Regions from separate parts of the Mus musculus genome. Here regions 1 and 2 are each linked to region 3. The links are chromatin contacts, called in public Hi-C and HiChIP or PLAC-seq maps. All regions are on one chromosome and are shown on one strand. Each heading gives the region's core, a stretch centred on a gene start, on an enhancer-like site or on the middle of the called end of the contact. The rest is flanking DNA. Distances are from core to core; before and after follow the strand shown. Region 1 has its middle 69 kb from the start of Gm39602. Region 2 has its middle 20 kb from the start of Gm32080. Region 3 overlaps 4933406G16Rik (RIKEN cDNA 4933406G16 gene).

The links. A called contact is a pair of places that touch in the nucleus more often than the background predicts. HiChIP or PLAC-seq counts read pairs in DNA pulled down with a chosen protein or histone mark.
Region 1: a contact with region 3 is called in a Hi-C map of embryonic stem cells, with 6 times the contacts expected there. The contact joins two enhancer-like sites.
Region 2: an H3K27ac HiChIP or PLAC-seq map of embryonic stem cells shows a contact between it and region 3, with 6 times the contacts expected there. The contact joins two enhancer-like sites. A contact is called at or near these places in 1 of 115 datasets of contacts at active chromatin or transcription factors (embryonic stem cells) and 1 of 9 other capture datasets (embryonic stem cells).

The regions. Positions count from the first base shown.
Region 1 is chr11:19,810,193-19,813,792 of GRCm38.p6, forward strand. No RefSeq gene overlaps it. Among named protein-coding and RNA genes, the nearest start is that of Gm39602, 69 kb to the left of the region's middle. Within about 2 kb of position 1,754, at least 32 of the 459 cell types and tissues checked have an H3K27ac peak or open chromatin away from gene starts, as enhancers often do. A contact at or near this core is called in embryonic stem cells, where this site is marked.
Region 2 is chr11:20,058,150-20,061,731 of GRCm38.p6, forward strand. No RefSeq gene overlaps it. Among named protein-coding and RNA genes, the nearest start is that of Gm32080, 20 kb to the left of the region's middle. Within about 2 kb of position 1,777, at least 3 of the 459 cell types and tissues checked have an H3K27ac peak or open chromatin away from gene starts, as enhancers often do. A contact at or near this core is called in embryonic stem cells, where this site is marked.
Region 3 is chr11:19,072,553-19,075,731 of GRCm38.p6, forward strand. It overlaps 4933406G16Rik (RIKEN cDNA 4933406G16 gene), which reads left to right. Exons shown (of 5, transcript NR_046037.1): 4 at 955-1,076; 5 at 2,996-3,179. Among named protein-coding and RNA genes, the nearest start is that of 4933406G16Rik, 8.9 kb to the left of the region's middle. Within about 2 kb of position 1,784, at least 36 of the 459 cell types and tissues checked have an H3K27ac peak or open chromatin away from gene starts, as enhancers often do. A contact at or near this core is called in embryonic stem cells, where this site is marked.

The DNA.
Region 1 (3,600 bases), core at 504-3,003, 740 kb after region 3:
TTTGTATGCATCTCTGTGTGTATGTGTGTGTATGTGCATGTGTATGTGTGAATATGTGTATGCGTGTGTGTGTTTGTATGTGTGTGTGTCTGTGTGTCTGTTTGTGTGTGTGTGTGTGCACTATTAGTAAAATACATACTTTAACAGGTTTCTTCACGGCACTCTGGAAAAGATCGTTAAAAACCAAAAATGCATTCTCTTTTGAGCCATAATCTCTTATAACACTATCTTGCTGCAGCCGGACCTTGGGAATGCCAAGGTTCAAGGAGCCTAAGTTTCCGTGAAACTCTGCCTTGGGACTGCTTCCGGGCTTCTAGGCCTGTCATGCGAGTCACTACTGGAGTAGATGTAGCACTAGCTTACTTCCATGGCCGTTGCAGGGAAAGCACACAAGGATTCTGAATGTTGGCAATGATGGCACTTGTAATGGTGAGAAAAGGCACAGTGCTTTAGTATTTGAAGCTAGGAGCCATTTGAGAAATCAAACAACAGAATACCACATACCTACTAATACAGAAGAGTACCCATGACCTCTTGATAGATAAGAAAAGCCGACTCCGTGATATAAATTCATTTTTGTAAAACAAATTAGATGACTAGGTGGTAGAAAGAGAGAGCTGTGAAGTGCCCTGTTCTGTTAAGACAGACTCCATCAAGCTGGAGGGATAGCTCAGCACGCCTTGAAAGCTCTAGAACAAAAAAAAAGCAAATTCACCCAAGAGGAGTAGAAGGCAGGAAATAATCAAACTAGGGGCTGAAATCAGCCAAATAGAAACAAAAAGAATTACACAAAGAATCACCAAAACCAGGAGCTGGTTCTTGGAGAAAATCAACAAGATAGATAAACCCTTAGCCAGACTAACCAGAGGGCACTGCAACAGTATCCAAATTAATAAAATCAGAAATGAAAAGGGAGACATAACAATGAAATATATCTTAAAATAATTATCCGGGTTGTTGAATATTAAAATTATGTTCTTAAAAAACAAAAACAAAAAGCCACCCTTGGGTGGCTTCACTGGTCCCAAGGATCAAGGCCAGGGAAGTCACCATGAGTAGAGAGTCAGAGGGGAGGGGGGGAGAGAAATAGCACGTGAATGCAGGGAGAAGGAATATGGAGAGAGAGAGAGAGAGAGAGAGAGAGAGAGAGAGAGGGAGGGAGGGAGGGAGGGAGGGAGGGAGGGAGAGAACGAAAAGTCCCTGGAGAGGAAGGCCTGCCCCTCGACTGGAAAGTTTAGGTCAGAGGGCCCCAGGTGAGGAACTGAAGCTGGGAGAAGCTGAAGGCCAGGTCTGCTTTGTTATGTTAACTAGGCACCTCAGCCCTTTGATTTTTAAACCTTTGTTTTCTCAAGCCTGAAAACACTTCTTTGAGGATTTCTAACCTTTGTTGTAAAAGTAATTCAAAATGAGGAGTAGCGAGAACTAGTGACACTGCACTGCTAGGGGAAAAGAGTTTTGTAAAACTTCACTTACAAGAAAAACAGAAAAGGGGCGGAAATCTTTATCCCAGTTGTTTCTAGGTGTTTACAGCCAGTTTGGAGGACTTTCTCAGAACAGGGGAATCCTGTAGAGTTTCCCACCCCCACCCCCACGGCATCCTGAGCAGACGAGACTCTGAGAGGTGGGAATGAGGAGCTAGGCCCCTTCTGTTCCGCAGAAGTGCTAACTAGTTGGCAACCCGAGGTAAGAGCGAGGGAGTGGGGAGGAGAGGAGGAGGCCGGAGGATGACAAGCTAGGTGTGAGGCCCCCCTCTGGGCTGGAGAGCTTTCGCCCAGGGCTGTCTTTGCACCTGAAGAACCGCTGCTGCCTCCCAAGTTTCCACTGCTGCAGCGGAAGGAAAATCTCACTGAACTGCATCCCTCTCGGAATGGAACTTGCTCCCGGATGCCCTAGTGTCTACCCACTGCTGAGGACCAACGCATACGTCAAGGTCCTGGCACCTTTGCTTCTAGCTGTGACCAAGCAGCTGGGTGGCAGAGAGAGGCACACACCGCAGCCAGCGGAGGGCAAGAGGTTAGGTATCGTGGGGAAGCTGTGGGGTAGCCCAGAGATGAGCAAATGACACTCAATCAGCAAGTGAGACCACGAGAGCCAGATGATAAAGCAGGGCTCGAAACCCCCACCCCTACCTCCCTGCACAACACAGCTGGTCTCCCAAGAGACAGACACATAATCCTGTTATGAATTCTCATTCTCTTTTATTGTTGTTTTTGTTTATTATTGTTGTTGGCATTTGCCTAGGCTCTGCCCCACAGTTACCTGACAACAATGAGGTGTGCCTGACTCACTAAAAAAGGGGCTGCTTCCCCCCTCCTCTCTCTATTGTTTTCTGCTCTTGCTCTGTCTGTCCTCTTGCCCCTTAACCCCTCTCTCTCCATTCCCCTCCCCCTCTCTCTCCATTCCCCTCCCCCTCTCTCTCCATTCCCCTCCCCCCCCTCTCCATTCCCCTCCCCCTCTCTCCATTCCCCTCCCCCCTCTCTCCATTCCCCTTCCCATCCTTCCCCACCTGGTCCTCTTCTCTTCTCTTCTCTTCCTCTCTCTCTCTCTCTCCCTCTCCCTCTCTCTCTCTCTCTCTCTCTCTCTGCCTTTCTCTGCCTCTACTACCCTCTCAACATCCCTCCCCATGCCCTGAATAAACACTATTCTATACTATACCACTGTGTGGCTGGTCCCTCAGGGGAAGGAATGCTTCAGCATGGGCCAGCATAGGCACCTGCTTCCCTCACACCTGACTGCACCTCCACCAAACATACTCCTTCTCTATTTTATAAACCACAGCAATTATTGTTTTAGCACAGGGCAAGGGATGTGTCAGTACAGAGTGCTTACCTACTGCGCCCAAAACCTTGCTTTCTATTCCCACCACTACAAAATAATTGTTTTATTTTTGTTTTGTTTTGTTTTTGAGATAGAGTTTCTTTTCATAGCCCGGGCTGTTCTGGAATTCAGTCTGTAGATCAGACTGGCCTCAAATTCACAGAGATCTGCCTGAGTCTTCCTCCCGTGTTCTGGGATTAAAGGCGTGTGGCACCACTACCTGGCAATTTTTATAATTATAGTATCGTAAAGCCCAACCAACTCTGTTTTTGAAGAAACTCAATTTTGTGCAAGACAAGGGACTAAACTCCAAATCCAGGAAGAAATCACAGAGTCCTGAGCAAGCACCCTATGGCAACCCACTCCTCTTAGCAACAGCCAGTCAGGCTGCAATAGCGAGGTCAAGGTACATAGAGATTGTAGTGTTTTATCAATAAAAAGAAAAACAGAACCAGGATATGTTTAGTAGTGATGCAGTGTGGTGAGGTGGAAGGGGGTGGCTCTGCGGGCCCATGCTAAGGCATCCCTTCCCCTTGAGATACCAGCCATACAATAGATATAGTAAGGCACGGAGTTTATTTGGGTATGAGAAGGGGAGTTGGGGAGGGAGTAAAGGCAGAGAGAGGGGGGGGGAGGGAGAGAGAGAGAGGCTGGCCAGGAACACATGGAGAGAGGGGGAGGGGAATGGGGAGAGAAGGGACAAAGAGGGTGAGAGAACGAGGAGGGCACAAGCAGCCCCTTTGATACTCAGTCCAGCGCCTGCCTGTTGCCAGGTAACTGTGG
Region 2 (3,582 bases), core at 527-3,026, 990 kb after region 3:
TCTATCTGCACGTACTATGTTCACTCATCCCATTCCAATGTATCAACCTCTTAGCAAACTAAGACCTCCACACACCTACATCAAGCTCTACATTCCCCCACTGAGCTTAGATACATTACATCTAAGCATATACCCAATATATTTGGGTCTGAGGGCCAATCTGACCTGAGTTGGCTTGGACAGTAAGGCAGGCTGTGAATGTTCAGGGAGAATCTCATTTACCATTAGACACCGTTGTGTAATTGGGCACTCAGGGTTTAAATTAGGTACATTATGGGAAGGGACAAGCATAATAAAGTCATGACTTAATCTGTTAAGGTAGAAAGCCATCCTAACTATGTCGTGACAACCAAACTTTTCTTGAGCCCAGAGAAGGAAGCCCCAAATACTTGGGGAGCAAAGTACTTTGTCATGTATGTGCATTGTGATCTATACTTTGCTTTAAATAAAGTAGGTGGGGCTTAAAGAGCATCCTAGTAGGACCTAGGGAGTCAGTACAGCCAAGGGAACATAAACTATGTAGGTCCAGCTCAAGAGGTTTCAGAGGAAAAGAAATATATATATATATATATATATATATAAGGATTTTTTATATATATATTAAATATTAAAATATATATATTAGGTTTTCTGAGACGGGGTCTTTCTGTGTAGCCCGGGCTGTCCTTGAACTCAGAGATCTGCCTGCCTTTGCCTCCTAAGTGCTAGGACTAAAGACATGAGCTACAATCACCTTTAGGAAGCAATATTATTATTAGCAGCTTGGCCACAAACCATCCTTGTGATGTTTGATAAAGAATGAGTCTGTCTGAGGCCCAAGTGACAAGTGTTGGATTACTATCACTGGCGGAGGAACATTTAGGGCAGCCTAGTAACACTCCCTGTGTCCCATGGTTACTAGCGATCACTCCTCTGCTCCTCTGCAGTTCCACGTGGAGTCCGACGAGAAAACAGGAGAACTGGAATACGGATTGAGAGTGGTGACCTCAGGGCAAGACCCCATCCAGCTAGGCTTCCAAACTGTGGGAAGTGAAGCTTACGCAGCAAAGGGAACTACCAACACATCAGAGCTTATGCGAACCCGAGTCTCAGAGGGGGCCATGCTCCACGCATGCAGCAGAACTTGGCAGCTTTGGCCACACTGTTTCTGGATTTAAGAATACAGGAGGAAAGTTGTGGAATCTTACTTTGTGGTTGAAAGACACTGAAGCCAGGCATGTGGCAGGGGAGCTCCTTTATGGAGGGAGGGACTTCACTGCGTGAAGATGTGAAGATGAAGCTATTGTGTTGGATTGTGTTGGAAGCTCAGGATGCTGAGAGATGCCAGAGTTGTGGGATACCTGCAAAGGAGAGCTGCAGACAGGGTGTGGAACCAACCAACCCAAGAGAAGTATGTTATACACCATCAGGAAAGCTGGAAGGGAAAAGCCATCTAATAAGCACCTTAACACCAGATATGGGGTTAATGAATTGGCATTTGCTTGACTGGGCTTTGTTCTTGCTTTGCCCAATTATTTCCTCACTATGTTCCCTTTCCTCCCTCTTGGAATGATAATGTATATTCTGTGTGTATGCTGGAAGTATGTAATCTGCTTTCTGAGTCTGATTTTACAGGGGGTTATAATTAGAAGGAAGATTGCCTTGTTGAGGCTGTGACAGACTATGGGGACTTGAAGTTGGACTGAATGCATTTTGCATTGACACAGCCACAGGCAAGCCTATGGAGGCCAGGGAGTGGAATGTGGTGATCTGAATGAGAATGGGCCCCAGAGACTCATAGAGCTGAAGAAATCACCAATTAGTGGTACTGTTTGGGAAGGATTAGGAAGCATGGCCTTACTGGAGATGGTGTGTTACTTGGGGAGGGCTTTGAGGTTTCAGAAACCCAGACCAGGACGTTTTCCTCCACCTGCCTGTAGCTCAGGATATAAGCTCTCAGCCCCATGCCTGCCTGCTCCAACACTTCCTCCTACCACGATGTTACGGACTAACCTCCTGAAACCAGGCAAACTCCCAATTAAATGCCTTCCTTTGTAAGCATTGCTTTGGTCGTATTGTCTCTGTACAGCAACAGAACCTAAGACCTTGTGTTGCAGGATTTTCCCTGTCCAATTACATTAGTGCAGAGGAGACCTGTGATTGGATAGGGAAAAGGAGGCAGAGCTACGAGTGGAGGACAGAGTGCATCTCGGGGAAGGGGGAAAAGGAAGATGGTGGAAGAATCAGCATGGCTATGACCAGCCACAGGTTGTTATGCTATCATAAAGGTTAGAATATTGGGATAATTTGTCTTGTCTAGGTGGGCAGCTTTTATCATTATCAATTGGGCCTGAGATTATTATATTGGCATCTTGTGTATTGAGAATTTACTGATATATAAATCTGACTGGTTAACTATAAGCATTGAGTCTTGTTTTTACCGGGTTACTGGGTATTGTGTTATCAAACCATGAGAATGGTGGATCTATTTGGTTATTGGCATGTGGGGCAAAACCAGCGGGTTTCCTCCAGGACTTAAGTGTTCACTAGAGTGGGAACATGGCTTGGAGGGGCCGGAGAGTTGGCAGGTTCATCTTTTAATATTTCCCACAACAACCTTGTCTTAAAAATAAATTAAAATTAGCAAGATTTAGTGAACTCAGTTTTACAGCAAAGTTTATGGGTGGAGGAAAAAACAAAAAACAAAAAAACGGAGTAGAGCAACACTACAAACATGCAGGACTGTGCTATCGCCTAGGGACCATACAGACCACCCAGTGTTTTGGCAACAAAGAGACTATGTAGTGCACCAGATGCAACCTTCAGGATGTCCTGAGGGACTCTGCCCATGGAAGGACACTGAAACTTGAGCAAACAATTTATAAAAAGACAAACCCATTCTCTAGCTCTCATTCTCAAGGCCAATGGAAACACAAGAAAAGGCCTCTTAACTAACTTTTTCTCTTGCTTTGATTACTTTGCCAAAAACCAAAAAACAAAACTCATGTACCCACGCAAGAGACAATTTAGTAGCTGAGAGCACTGACTGCTCTTTCCGAGGACCAGGGCTCAATTCCCAGCACCTATGTGTATGTGGTGGCTCACAACTACTTGTAACTCCAGTCTCAAGGAGATCTGTTATCCTCTTCTGGTCTCCGAATGCACTGTACACACATAGTGCACAGACAAACATGCAGCCAAAATTCCCATAGAAAATAAAGAAGGAAAATTAAAAACAAAACAATATGCCTAAGATCTTTGTGCAGACCAGTCCCAATGTCCATAAAGAGTCATGTTACATAGAAGTCTATCTAGAATTGATTTTGTAAAAGTACCTGTAATCTCTTAGGAAATAAACAATCTCTTAGAAGAAAATAAAATTCTAATGTAGCTCTAGTTCACTTTCTTTTCTTTCTCTTTCTTTCTTTCTTTCCTTCCTTCCTTCCTTCCTTCCTTCCTTCCTTTCTTTCTTTCTTTCTTTCTTTCTTTCTTTCTTTCTTTCTTTCTTTCTTTTTCCTAGACAGTGTTTCTCTGTATAGCCCTGGCTGTCCTGGAACTCACTTTGTAGACCAGGCTGACCTCGAACTCAGAAATCCGCCTGCC
Region 3 (3,179 bases), core at 534-3,033:
TAATTATTAGATATTATTAGAATTTGAGAGAACATGTAACAGTGCAGGGATGCTGTAACTCTTGGCAGTTGTGTAGAGGAGGGAGATGGAGACAGGAGAAAGTGACGATTTAAGAAAGAAAGCCAGGACGCTGGGGCCATGGTGGCGCACGCCTTTGATCCCAGCACTTGGAAGGCAAAGGCAGGCTGATTTCTGAGTTCAAGGCCAGCCTGGTCTACAGAGTGAGTTCCAGGACAGCCAGGGCTATGCAGAGAAACCCTGTCTCTAAAAACAAACAAACAAACAAACAAACACCCCCCCCCAAAAAAAGAAAGAGATAGAGAGAGAAAGGAAGGAAGGAAGGCAGGAAGGAAGGAAGGAGAGAAGAGAAAGAAAGAAAGACAGACAGACAGACAGACAGACAGACAGACAGAAAGAAAGAAAGAAAGAAAGCAAAGCCAAGTGTGGAGGCCATATCTTTTAGTCCTAGCACTGTGGAGGTAGAGGTAGGTGGATCTTTGTGAGTTCGAGGCTAGCTTGGTCTACAGAGGGAGTTCCAGTTCAGCCAGAGCTACACAAGTCCCTGCCTCTAAAACAAAGAAGAGAGTCAGCGAGCAGATTCAGTAATGGAGTCAGCCACATGGCCGACAAGCAGTTGCAGGGTAGAAGGGAAAGACCGAGTGAGAAAAGAAAGCATGTCCAGGTTTGGGCAGTATCTGAAAGAAAACGGGGCTGAAAGAAGGGAAAGACAAAGTTAGGCTTTTCTGAATAACTTAGAGGAGTGGGCAAGCTGCAGTGTCACAGGGTTGGGGAGGAGTGATGCAGGAGACTGCATGTAGGCAGGGTTCTGGCTGGAAAGAATACGATCTTGTTAAGGGTATAATTATTTCTCCCATTTCCTTAGCAGGCCGCACTGTAGCACAGTAGGTGAACCAGCTTTCCTGAGGGGTGGTCTCTTGATCTCTTGATTGACAGGACCAGCTGGATTAACTCTTAAGGGGAAAGACAAGGCTCTACAGTGTTCTTTGTGACAGATCGGATTGGCATGTCTCCACGCAGGGACAGAGGTAGACTCCATCCTTTACAGAGCCCATCAGGTATCCAGCCACACTGCTCTCCAAGGCCACGGCAGCAGGATTAGTCTTTAGAAGTCAAATCACAGATCTGGGGATGTGATCTTCAGTCAAGTGAGGAGTTTTACTTGCCTTGCTTTTACTTAGGATAGGTTATATTTGGAAACACAAAGAGTCCCTGGAAGAAGTAGGGTAGGACAATTAGTGAATGGCCGTTCTTTATTCTTTTAAAATGACTTTTCAAAAAAACCTAATGGAGTATCAACTTCCCAAGAAAAGGAAAGCAAGGCACTTAAAAAACTTGGCCTATTTCAAAGGCATCTCCAGGACTCCCAGGTCCAGCTACTCCATCTTACAAACACTTCAGGCGAGTTCGGAGGCTTCTTCACAGACGAAGCTTGTCCAGATCAGAGAATTGAAAATCAGGGGTCTTGTCTACAGTGAGATTGGGGGCAGTCTCTTTTCAGCAGTTTTGGGAGTCCAGGTGGGTGTGCAGAGGGGGAAAGGTCTTCTGTGACTTTGTTACCATCGGGACGCATGCTGGAGCTGAGACTATCTAAGCAGTGCCTCTAACAAGAACAGAACCTGAACAATAAGCGATGCTTGCCCTTCTCCCTGAGAGAAGGGAGTTTGTTTGGAGTTAGTACGCTGACCTGGCACTCAGTGCTGCATCCCAAGCTGGGTCTGAATCGCTTTTCCCAAGGAGCTTCTCCAGGGGCGGGGAAAGGCGCGTGGAATGCTGGGCTTTATTATGTAGATGAGGAGATGGAGGTCCCCTTTTGTGTTCCTAGAGGGTCTCTGAATAGATTGTTGGCAAGTTCTACCTAGAGTGTCTGGCAATGGGAGGAATGCAAGTGTGAGTGTGTGTGTGTGTGTGTGTGTGTGTATGTGTGTGTATGCAGCCCAGAGATCACAGTAGTGCAACAGTCAAGGGTCTTGGAGAATTTTAATACAGACATTTGTCTCAGGAAAATGTTTGTTGCTCAGTTTGATTTACTGTAGTAAAGATGACAAGTCATGTGTATGTTTATTTATTGGACAAATTAGAAAAAAAGTACTTGATTCCTCCATCTTAAATGACCCAATTTCAGGGTCCCCTTGATTTCTGTGACTCGGTGTAGCTTGCAATAGCGTGAGGTTTCCAATCGATTTTTTTTTTTTTTAATTTTGGAATTCTACTTCTCCCTCTCTTGTGCTCAAAGAAAACCTGTTTTTTTTTTTTTTTTTTTTTCATTTAAGTGCAATTCCACTCAATTTCTTTATTTTATAAGTGAGAAGAGCTCTCACTTTGCAGATAGATATGTGGTAAGTCTGCATACAACCTGGTCTTCAGGTGGGTTGTTGTCTCCTGTCTAATAATAATATAGAATCATATTTTTAAAAAATGTATTTACCAAAGATTAGCTCAATCATCTGCACGAATAATTTTTCTTAAAAGGAAAATGTCATTTGCTGTATTCAAATGAGAGAATAGTTTTATTTATAGAGTTCTAGTGAATGCCTATATTCATAAAATCTCTTGCTAAAAATGTATTTCCAAGTACTGTAAGTGGACTGGAAAGATGACCCTGTGGTTTAGAGTGCTTGTTTTCCAAGCGTGTGGACCAGATTTCAGGTCTCAGGCACAGGCCTGCGCATTTCTACAACCCTGGCATTAAAAGGAGTGGAGACAGAAAGACTACTGGGGCATTCTGGCTGCCAGCAAGTTCCAGGACTCACAAGGTTCCTTGGAGGGAAAAGCTATGAGTGAAGTCAAGGGTGCCCTCCTCGGACCAGCAGGCACACAAGGTGCACACACCCATACAAAGCTAAAGAAACAGCTTGCTACAAAATCTCTCAGAAAAATGACAAATTGATAAAATGCAAATAACTATTATGTATAGTGCATAATATGTCAGTTCTTATATTATTTTCTCTGTGGTTCTATTAAAATCTTTTCCAAGAAAAGAAGTATAGCAATGTGGCGGCATATTCTGAAATTTGAAGATCACCTTCTAAGATTCATCGATGAAAACCTTCAAAGCTCTGGCCTGTTAAAGAAAGCACGTAGTCTGTCCACCTCCCTCCTGTCAAGACAAAAAATCTGGTCTTTTCATCGGCGTTCTCTGTATAAATCTGCGGATTTAG